2 separate regions of the Mus musculus genome follow, and region 2 is linked to region 1. The links are chromatin contacts, called in public promoter capture Hi-C maps. All regions are on one chromosome and are shown on one strand. The core of a region is the stretch at or near the end of the contact, and the rest is flanking DNA. Distances in the headings are between cores, read along the strand shown. Region 1 overlaps Diaph3 (diaphanous related formin 3). Region 2 holds the start of Diaph3 (diaphanous related formin 3).

What was found. Promoter capture Hi-C pulls out the DNA fragments that hold promoters and counts their contacts.
Region 2: a contact with region 1 is called in a promoter capture Hi-C map of embryonic stem cells, with 2.3 times the contacts expected there. The contact joins the promoter of Diaph3 here to the enhancer-like site in region 1. A contact is called at or near these places in 7 of 39 promoter capture datasets (the 3T3-L1 cell line, 3T3-L1-derived adipocytes, the C10 cell line and 4 more) and 1 of 115 datasets of contacts at active chromatin or transcription factors (embryonic stem cells).

The regions. Positions count from the first base shown.
Region 1 is chr14:86,886,219-86,891,119 of GRCm38.p6, reverse strand. All of the region lies in intron 20 of Diaph3 (diaphanous related formin 3), which reads left to right. Among named protein-coding and RNA genes, the nearest start is that of Gm41222, 37 kb to the left of the region's middle. Within about 2 kb of position 1,494, at least 15 of the 459 cell types and tissues checked have an H3K27ac peak or open chromatin away from gene starts, as enhancers often do.
Region 2 is chr14:87,138,711-87,143,699 of GRCm38.p6, reverse strand. It overlaps Diaph3 (diaphanous related formin 3), which reads left to right and starts at 2,476. Exons shown (of 28, transcript NM_019670.2): 1 at 2,476-2,702. The coding sequence starts at 2,586.

The DNA.
Region 1 (4,901 bases), core at 245-2,744:
CTGTGATTCTTATGAATCACTTGCATTTCTTAATTCTTATAATACATGACGCTTTGGAATTCCATGCTAACAGAACTCATAAAAGGCCACGTTTTTTTTTTTTACATGTTTAATTCAAAAAATAGTACTAAAAATAGCACATGGTGTTTGATTTAATTAACACTATCCACAGGAATTTATAGGCTCTCTATATTGTTGAGCTGAGTTCGTGGTTGATAGATTTGATGTATTTATTTAGGAGTTTGCTGATATAAAATTGAGGTTTCATTAGTAATTCTGAAGAAATGGCTTTAGATTAATAATTTTTCTTTAGTGTAATTCCAAGCCTTGTTTTTTCAAACTGTTTGGATTTCATTGGTGGGATTAGGCTTTGAGATCACATTGATAGGTATACTGCTACCTGGTATTGTTTACATGAATGCTTTGTCTCCTGGATTCAGTAGTAGTTAGTTCCTTGTTAATTTATAACTGTTCATTTCATAGCTAATGTGTTCTAGGCACAGTTCTCTTCATTCTGAAGATTCTGCACTAATGTGTTTTAATTGATATCTTTTTGTTTGTTTTAGTTGGGTGCAATAACATAAATAAGTGTGAAATGATGTCATATTGGTAATAACTGCTTCACATGTACTGTTGGTGTAAAAGTGATAGGTTCCTGGAGCGCTTAGCAAGCCTTGATAAAGGTTTAATGATTGTCTGGAAGCCTGACTTCATGATCATGGATGGTGTTGATGATGCACTGTCTATGTACAGACAACCATGAACAACCATCATGAGTTTTAGCGATAAACAAGTCTAAAGATGTAATGCGCTGATGTAAAACACAGCGTTGCAAACAGGGTAACTCATCGAATATATTCCATGTGATATGAGTAACCAGAAGCACAGGTTCTGGTTACCCTTTAGGGCATATTCCTCATGTTACAGAAAAATATGAAAGCCACAAACCATGCAGTTACAGAATATGGTAGGGGCGTCAGGCAGGCAGGCAGTAACAGTGTGGACAATGTGTTTTTTTTTTTTTTTTTTTTTTCAGATGTTAACAGTATTTGAAGTTTTGGTTTGGAGGAAGCTAGTTATTTTCTGAGTTTAAGAAAACATTTCTTAAGCCTTACCCAGCAATTGCAATAATGTCAAGTCAGATAAAGGGGTTAGTATTGAATGGCTTTTTAGAGGCCAAAGGTGGCTTAAGAGAGTTTGGCCAGCAAGCAATACTCTTTCCACGACCATGGAGTTCTAGTCAGTCAGCCTACATGGTTTTCAACATAGGCAGAGCTTCATCAGAAAACTTCAGTTCCCAGAGGCCAAAGGCTTAGAATGAGGAAGCTACCAACAAGGCTTTTCCACCTGGGGTAAAGTGTGTGGGATTTAGGCTTAGAATGCTGTTGGACATATAGATACCAGATGGAAGATGACATCAGTGCTTTCTGAGTGTCTCTGGTGGCTGAGTGACAGAAAGGATTGTGTGTGGGCAGTACAAGTGAAGCCATTGGTAGTTAAGTGTGGCAGTTCTAATGACCTCACTGTTAAGGCATGAATAAGTAGAGAGCTGATTGTCCTTAAGAGTCCTGCCACTGTTGAGAAGTACTCAGGTTTCAGGTAACTTTGATATTAAAGAGCCTAGGATTTCTTTCTCTCCAGTTTGAGAAATAACAGGAAACAAGACTAATTCAGTGACAGAAGAGTGTACAGATAGGATCAAAGTTGCTGTCTCAGTAGATGAAGAGAAGCCTTGCACAAGGAACATCTGCTTGAAGATATTCATAGTCCAGATGAGCAGCTGATCCGTGCGTTTGGGGGACAGTGGGAGGCCAGGCTGGTAAGTGCAGTGTGGTGCTGCTATGTACAGATGGCACTTAGGTCAGAACACCAAGGGAGCAAAGGAGATGTGTGTCAAGCAGTGAAGGGCTAGAGAAAGTGTGCAGACCTTTCTGGTTCCCCTGCCTTTCCCCAGAAGACAGGCTCGGCAGTGGCAAAGCTGTTTGTGTTTGCCTTTGGTTACCACCTCTCTGAGGAAAATTTAAGTCTCCAATCTAGGGAATTGTACAAGGTGATTTTATAATATGACACTATTGCTGCTTGTTTCAAAATCCACGCAGGACTTAGGGTGAGAGGGTTGTCTGGTGTTAGTGACTCTGAGAAAGAATTACTAACCATGGGGGAGGGGGCTGTGCCTGTGTAGAAATAGGAACATAACACTTGCCTGTAGGCCCTGCTCTCATGAATGAGAATGTAGACATGTTTACTTTGTCACCTTAGGAAATGCATGTTTCCTATGTTATAAGCTCATATAAAGATGCCAGTTTGTACAGGCATGTACTTCCCTGATAAATCTCATTTAATCAATGGATTAAATTCATTTACTTCAAATCTACATCAAAATAATAATATCAAATCTTGCCGTTATTGGAAAAATCACTTACATATTACCAATTGTGTTCTCTGTAGAGTGGGAAGAGAAGTGCCATTGAGCTCTGAATGGAATCTCTTGTGAGCTTTTGTTGCCCATGTTCCCTTGAAATTAGCAGATTGTCAGCTGTATTAAATAACTCTGCAATTCTTTAATTTATTAGGACTAATAAAAACACAGCATGACCCAAATAATATGCAATTGCATTGAGTTGCTAACATTAGTGAGTTTCTCTGAAAGTTTGAAATTTTAACTGTGGCATATTAATTTCCCTGCTATTTGACAGTAAAAAGTACAAAATATTGCTTGCTCCAGGAGATTTTGAGTCCTTGCTGTATTCTGCCTACAAGTCTCCATGAAACCTGTTTCCACCTTGGTCGCACACTCCATTGCTAATATTGCTTTAACCACAGGGCCCCTGTATCAGTTCTCTGACATGTCAGTTGTATTCTTGTGTGACCCTCAGGAAGTCCCAGCCTATACTTGTTTATCTTCTGTGGACCTTGCTGTCCCCAACCTTGTTGCCCGTGCTTCCTGCTCTCTCTAACTGGAGAGCCTGTGTCCTCACAGCCTTCTTTCTTTCTTCACAGGTAAGCTTGTGGGAGGTGTTATCATAGAGCCATACTTGAGATTACTCACCCACTTGCCAGAGCATCCCTGCTGTACCCATTGTATTCTATTTATTGTCTTATGTTCCATTCATCTGTCATTTCTCCATAGTATACCATGATAGTAAGAATCATGGTGCCTGTACCCATTAGTGGATTTTTATTGTCTTGAAGGATACATGGTATCTAGTAATATCCAATAAGAACGTGATAAATACATTTTAAAGAGCCCCCTAGGTGCTTTTTTATTTTTTTTTAATGTTGAAAATTAAAGCCATTGAGTCTTGGCTCACTAAGACTTACCATGCCACCCAACTTGTTCCTATCATTAGATGTGGATTTAATAACTTGGTTTGGGATCCTATATCCAACTGTCATTCTCTGTATTTATAAATGGATTGGCTAGATCTGGGTTTGGATTTTGATATTGTCATACTATAGCTGTAATGATGCATGCATTTCTTGGCACTCCCTCCCTCTTTCCTATCCTTTTTCCTTTTTAATTTTTTTTTCCTTTTCTTTTCCCTGTTCCTGTCCCTCTCCTTCCTTCCTTCCTTCCTTCCTTCCTTCCTTCCTTCCTTTCTTCCTTCCTTCCTTCCTTCCTTCCTTCCTTCCTTCCTTCCTTCCTTCCTTCCTTCCTTCCCCTCCCCCCTTCCCTTTCTTTTCTTTCCTTCCTTCCTTTTAGTACATGAACGTAGAAGCCATCTCAAAGGTCTTTGGGATTTATCAAAGCACATGTGTCTTGGAGACAGCATAGTATGTCAGCTGCTGTCAGCATCTACACACTTTTATCTTGAACATGTTCTTTTCCATTTCAGGATGTCTGACTCTTACTGTTCTGTGATGCTATAGCATTGTTTATGCACATCTCTTTGCTTCTGTCACTGTGGTAGGGCTGTTCTGTTACCTCTTAGTGTTACAGACAACCTCAAGGGCTAGATCCAACTTACATCTTGTTTGCTCTTGACTTTGGCAAAGTATCACTGTTTTTCTCTTCACCGTTTTTAGTTCTTGCTTCCTTGTCCTTTGGATCTGACTGTTCCCTGGTTCTTTCCCATTTTTTTCTAAGACCACTGGAAGATTCTCACACAGATAATTTAGCTTTTACTCCCTTTTCATGATACCTATTTTGTAGCGTTTTCATTTTTAATTCATGTATGTTTGCCAGTCTGCATAATGTGTACCAATTATGTTTTTGTGCCTGTAGCGGCCAGAAGAGGGTGCTTGCTCCTCTGAAACTGGAGTTATAGAGGGTTGTCAGTCACCAAGGAAGTGCTGGTCACACTATGGTATCTCTGAAGTGTTATACCTCATAGATGGAGTTTTGGAGAGTAGCAGGGAGAGAAGTTAATTTTGGAGTTTTACGTTACTGGCATGAATCTTAAATCAAAAAAGCTAACCCAGACCAGCAAGTACACACTGATTCTATTACCTAACTTTACTGATGAATTGTTCACAAAGTTTATATATTCATATTATTCATATACTAGCCCCTATGTTAGCAGGAATTGGAAAGTGCTGGTGATGGCTCTGAGGTTAAGAGTGCTTAATGAGGAAGCACAAGGACCCGAGACCTTATGCTCAGCACCCATAGCCAGCTGATCTAGAACAAGACCATCAACTCTATGTTCACTGGGAAGTCCTGTTAAATGGGAGAAAGACAGAGAGCAGTAAAAGATGATAGCTGGTATTCTCTGGCCTCCTTGTACATAAACGGTTATATACATGCACATTTCATACATATACCACACACAACTTGAGTATACATCACACACAACATGTGTAATTCATGTATACATCCCTTCACACACAGCTGAATTGTGTATGAATAACCATCTGAACCAAGAACCTCCGTACTGATGATTTTGCTTGCTATTTTCCAC
Region 2 (4,989 bases), core at 1,227-3,726, 250 kb before region 1:
AATCAACCCTTCCTCTTTGACCTGACCGAGAAGAGACCCAGTCTGCTCTTCAGGCTTCACTTTTGCTTTCTTTAGCCCTTTCCTGCTGATGAAACCACAGTTGTTGCTCAGCGCAGTGGAACAGTCCTTGTCATTGATAGGATGAAGGGTATTTTTCTACAATTGAAAATATAGGGGCCGGAGCGAGTGGGGCCGGAGCAAGAGGAAGAAGGGAAGGGGGTGGAGGAATAAGAAAAAAAGAAAAAGAAAAAAAGAAAAGAAAGAAAAAGAAAATATAATGCAATTACTGTTTTCTTTTTTTCTTTTTTTGGTTTTCAAGACAGGGTTTCTCTGTATAGCCCTGGAACTCACTCTGTAGACCAGGCTGGCCTCGAACTCAGAAATCTGCCTGCCTCTGCCTCCCAAGTGCTGGGATTAAAGGCGTGCCACGCCACCATGTCTGGCTGCAATTACTTTTTAAAAGCAAATTTGTTTGGATTTTGTCTTTCGACATTGTCCATTCCTCATTCTGAGAATCTGCCATGCTGTTAGTTATAGCTTCACGCTATCATGCTCCTAGGAAACATCAAGATATCCTGGGCATTAAACTGCTCCCACTTCAAGACAGCACCCAGTCCTGGCCATTCCTCCTAATAGTATTCTGTGAGGTTTTCCTCAAATCACCCCGGCAAAATGCAGATCTTTCAAGTGATTTGTAGCATCATCTTCTAAGAGCCTCGTGGTTCATCACAGCGATGTTCACATGTTTTGTAATAAATCTAAATTGTCCCAACTATAGGTCTGTCTGTCTCTTGGTTGTCTTTGGCTGCATTGCACCGATAGGTCTGTGTGCTTTCTGTATGTTGTCTCACGTAAGCTGAAGCATTCCTATTTGAAGTGTTTGTTGATGGAGAAGCAAAGGAAGTCACACATCACCTCCAACACCACGCAGCTACCAAATGGTAAGAATGGAAGCTTCATCTTCCTTGTCCATCGTGACAGAGCCAGGTACTTCTTCCGGTGACCTTGGTAATCTCTTGGAATCTGCCTTTAGTATATGCTCACTGAAGATGAAAATCTGTGTGACAATAATAAAAACTCACATTATAACAAGAAAAGGAGCAAACAGTACCTGCAAGACCAGAACTAAACCTAAACCTCTAAAAGCTGTAGATGAAACCTTAGGTTCATTTTCTGAATCCCTGTGCTAGTCTCTGTGGAATACCTAGAACTATTTCTTGTACCAAAATCAATAGTTTATGTTTACTTGTCTTGGCTTGAATCACCTCCATAGTCAGAAGGTCAATATCTTTAAGGATGCACTTGGGAGATTCCTGGATTTCTTTATTTGTTCCTTTTCCTTGTGTAGCCACACTGAGTTGATCTCCAGAATTTTCTCTTCATTACTAATGTCTTTATTTGGCATATTGGGGATAGGTGCTTGCTTGCCTTGAACCCAGGTTCTGACCCTTTCCTCTACTTTATATTTAGGATTGCCACCTGAACTTAAAAACCTGTAGAATGGCTGTTATAATTTTACATTTTGTTTTGTGTCAATACCTGTGAAACACATTAAACTGTGAATTGTTTGGACCCTATTCCTTTTAATTTTTGGTTGACCCTGAGTACGCATTTAGGCTTTGAGGCATGCTGTAAGTGCTGAACAATGTGAACTGGAGTTCCAGAAAAAGCCGCACCTGTAGTAAAAATTCTACGCGCTTAATTGACAGGTTAGAATTCCAATGATTGTAGAGACATGGAATGCTGCCAATCCAGAGCCAAGTAATCTTGGCTCACGTAATTGCCATTCATCGCTGCGTTAGATCTAACATACCTACGACTATCACGTGACGCCTTTTGCTCTTCCTTAAAAGTCCACTAACTTCCACCAACCTCAAACAAGACTGTGCATCTCGTAGCACCTGTAGGTCTGTCCTAATGTCTTTGAAATGACTTTCTTCCGTGCTTCAACCGATGTTCACACCACCTGGCTGCGGTCACTCATTTCTGGTTCTAGAATGAACTCTATTCTCTCTGAGACGACAGCAGTATTTTTATATAAACGGTAATCAAAAAATGGTAAACATCTCTTCTAAGAGGCATGGGCGCTGGCAAGTAGTAGAAGTATTTTTCCTAGACCCTGAGATCTCCAGAGACTACTCAAAGGGCTTATCAGTTGCTTTCGTATTCAGTGCTGCTGAAACAGTACTGAGAGAGGTTCCCTGCGGCTCAGATTTTTCAAGAACCTACTCTGAAAGTCCAAGGGAAGCCTTGTTAGAGACTCTCTTTAGCTCAACCTTCCTTCCAAACCCGTTCCTTACTATGTACCATCTGGCAAGCAGCCTGCATAGCCAGAGGGCGAGAAGCGCGATGGACAGGCCGAAGGGCCAATCAGGCCCAGGCTTTGGCATCCCCGGAAAAGGCGGGGCCCTTGCGTCACAGGTTCCGCGGCGCGGGATTGGCTGACCGGGCTGCTTGTGGTGGCGGGAGATTTCAGATAGATTGGCCCAGCCGTGTGCAGCGGTTAATGCGCAGTGGGCGTGGGACCGGGAAGTTGAGCCCGCGGAGCAAAGCCCCAGATCAGGTCGCGACCTAGACCCGGGAAGATGGAGAGGCACCGGGCGCGCGCTCTCGGCCGGGACAGCAAGTCGTCGCGGAGGAAGGGCTTGCAGTCCGCGCCGCCCGCTGGCCCCTACGAGCCCGGGGAGAAGCGACCCAAGTTGGTAAGTGTGGGCCAGAGCCACAACGTGCGGCGACTCCCGCGGCCTACAACTCCCTGTCCCCCAGGTGACATCCCCGGGAGCTGGGAGCTAGGTTTGTTTCAGAAGGCCTGAGCTGTTAATCCGCTTAGATCCCCAGTGACAAGGCGGGATTCGATTCCTTTCTGGGACGAATGCCCTGATGTCTGTGAAGCCTGGCAGTTCTTTGGGCGTATCTGAAAAACAGTTCAAATGGCTGTGTACTGACGTCATCAAGGCGGATTCTGCATTTTAAAAGAAAGTTAAAATTTACCCCATCCCTTTAGTAGAACAGTCAGTCAGACAGAAAGTGAACTTCTAGCTGATAGCCCTCCCTCCCCCGTCTAATATTTTAATTCAACAAGAACCTTTTAAGGTGGACGTATTTTTACAAGTTGAGGCAACTCGTTTTCAAACTTGGCGGGTTGTGTAGTCACTGCTAAAGAATGTCATGTTTAGCTTGGAAGGAGTCTTCAAGTATCTGAAACTCGTTAATCGGGTTGGCTTTGCGTTCTTAAAGCTTAAGGAAGAGCTATGATTAGCACCTGGTAAGCTTTTAGTTAGTGTCAGCTGGAAGGAAACTAGGTAATGAGGATGATTTCATTCAGATTGTCTGATTGTGTGGGTTGGTAGGTTTTGGTATTAGTCCAAGAGAATTGCAGAGTTAACACTGACTGTTAGTTTTCCTTAGAAGTATGGGGAAATTATTTTTATGTATTGATAGGAACAGGCTTTGCCCTTTCTTGTCAAATACAATTTCAGGAATTTATACCATGATTATATCCAAAATAATAGATTGTGGATCAATCGCTAAGTGTAATATTTACTTGTAATTGAATAAAGCTGAGAGCAGAGACATGTTGAGATAAGTGGGGGTTGATTATGCAGAATTGAGCATCAAAATAACACGAGGATAGGAGAGAGTTAACCTGGTCATGATAGATTCTGTCCACTCTGAGAGGGATCCATGAGATGCTGCCTCCTCCTCCTCCTCCTCTTCCTCCTCTTCTTCTTCTTTAAAGATTTATTTATTATTTTTATGTAAGTACACCGTAGCTGTCTTCAGACACACCGGGAGGGGGTGTCAGATGTCATTATGGATGGTTGTGAGCCACCAAGTGACTGGGATTTGAACTCAGGACCTTCGGAAGAGTAGTCCGTGCTCTTAACCGCTGTACCATCTCACCAGCCCCCATCTCCTCCTCCTCCTCCTCCTCCTCCTCCTCTTTCTTCTCCTCCTCTTTCTTCTCCTCCTCTTCCTCCTCCTCCTCCTCTTCCTCCTCCTCCTCCTCTTCCTCTTCTTCTTTTTCTTTCTTTCTTTTTTTTTTTTTTTTTTTTTTTTTGGCTTTTTGAGACAGGGTTTCTCTGTATAGCCCTGCCTGTTCTGGAACTCATTTTGTAGATCATGCTGGCCTCGAATTCAGAAATCCTCCTGCCTCTGCCTCCCTAGTGCTGGGATTAAAGGCGTGCGCCACCACGCCCGGCCCATCTCTTCTTTTTTATAATTGACTTTCTGGGTTAGTGCTCAGCACATGTCTTGGCTGCCACGGAAGTGTGATTTTCTGTAGTTTACAACATAGCGTTCTTGAATAAATATTTGATGTTACTGAAGGCTGATGATTGTGTTTTTTATTATTTCTCTGGTATGCCACAGTGCCCATACCATTTGCTAAAAGTCATGCTGAAATGAAGTCTAAAAGACAACATGCTGAAGTTCTAAGATGTTGAACTCTACAATGTTGAGTTCATGGGTGGGGCTTGATTTGAATCATGACTTCATAATTCATTTAGAAGTAATTTGGATTCTTGATGATCTCCACAGTTAGACTTTTACTTACATATTAATTTTATTATTGTAATTTTTAAATGTTTTGAGATTATAATATAATTACATCATTTTCCCTAGCCCCATTCCTCCCTTCAGCTCCTGCTGTGTGCCACCCCCTTTCTTAAATTTATGTCCTCTTTTTCTTTAGTTGTTGCTATGTATATATGTGTTTTTTTTTTTTTTTTCCCCCCGAGACAGGATTTCTCTGTATAGCCCTGGCTGTCCTGGAACTCACTCTGTAGACCAGGCTGGCCTTGAACTCAGAAATCCACCTGCCTCTGCCTCCTGAGTGCTGGGATTAAAGGCGTAAACCACCATGCCGGCATATGTGTATTTTTTTTTTTTTTCCTCGAGACAGGGTTTCTCTGTGTATCCCTGGCTGTCCTGGAACTCACTTTGTAGACCAGGCTGGCCTTGAACTCAGAAATCCGCCTGCTTCTGTCT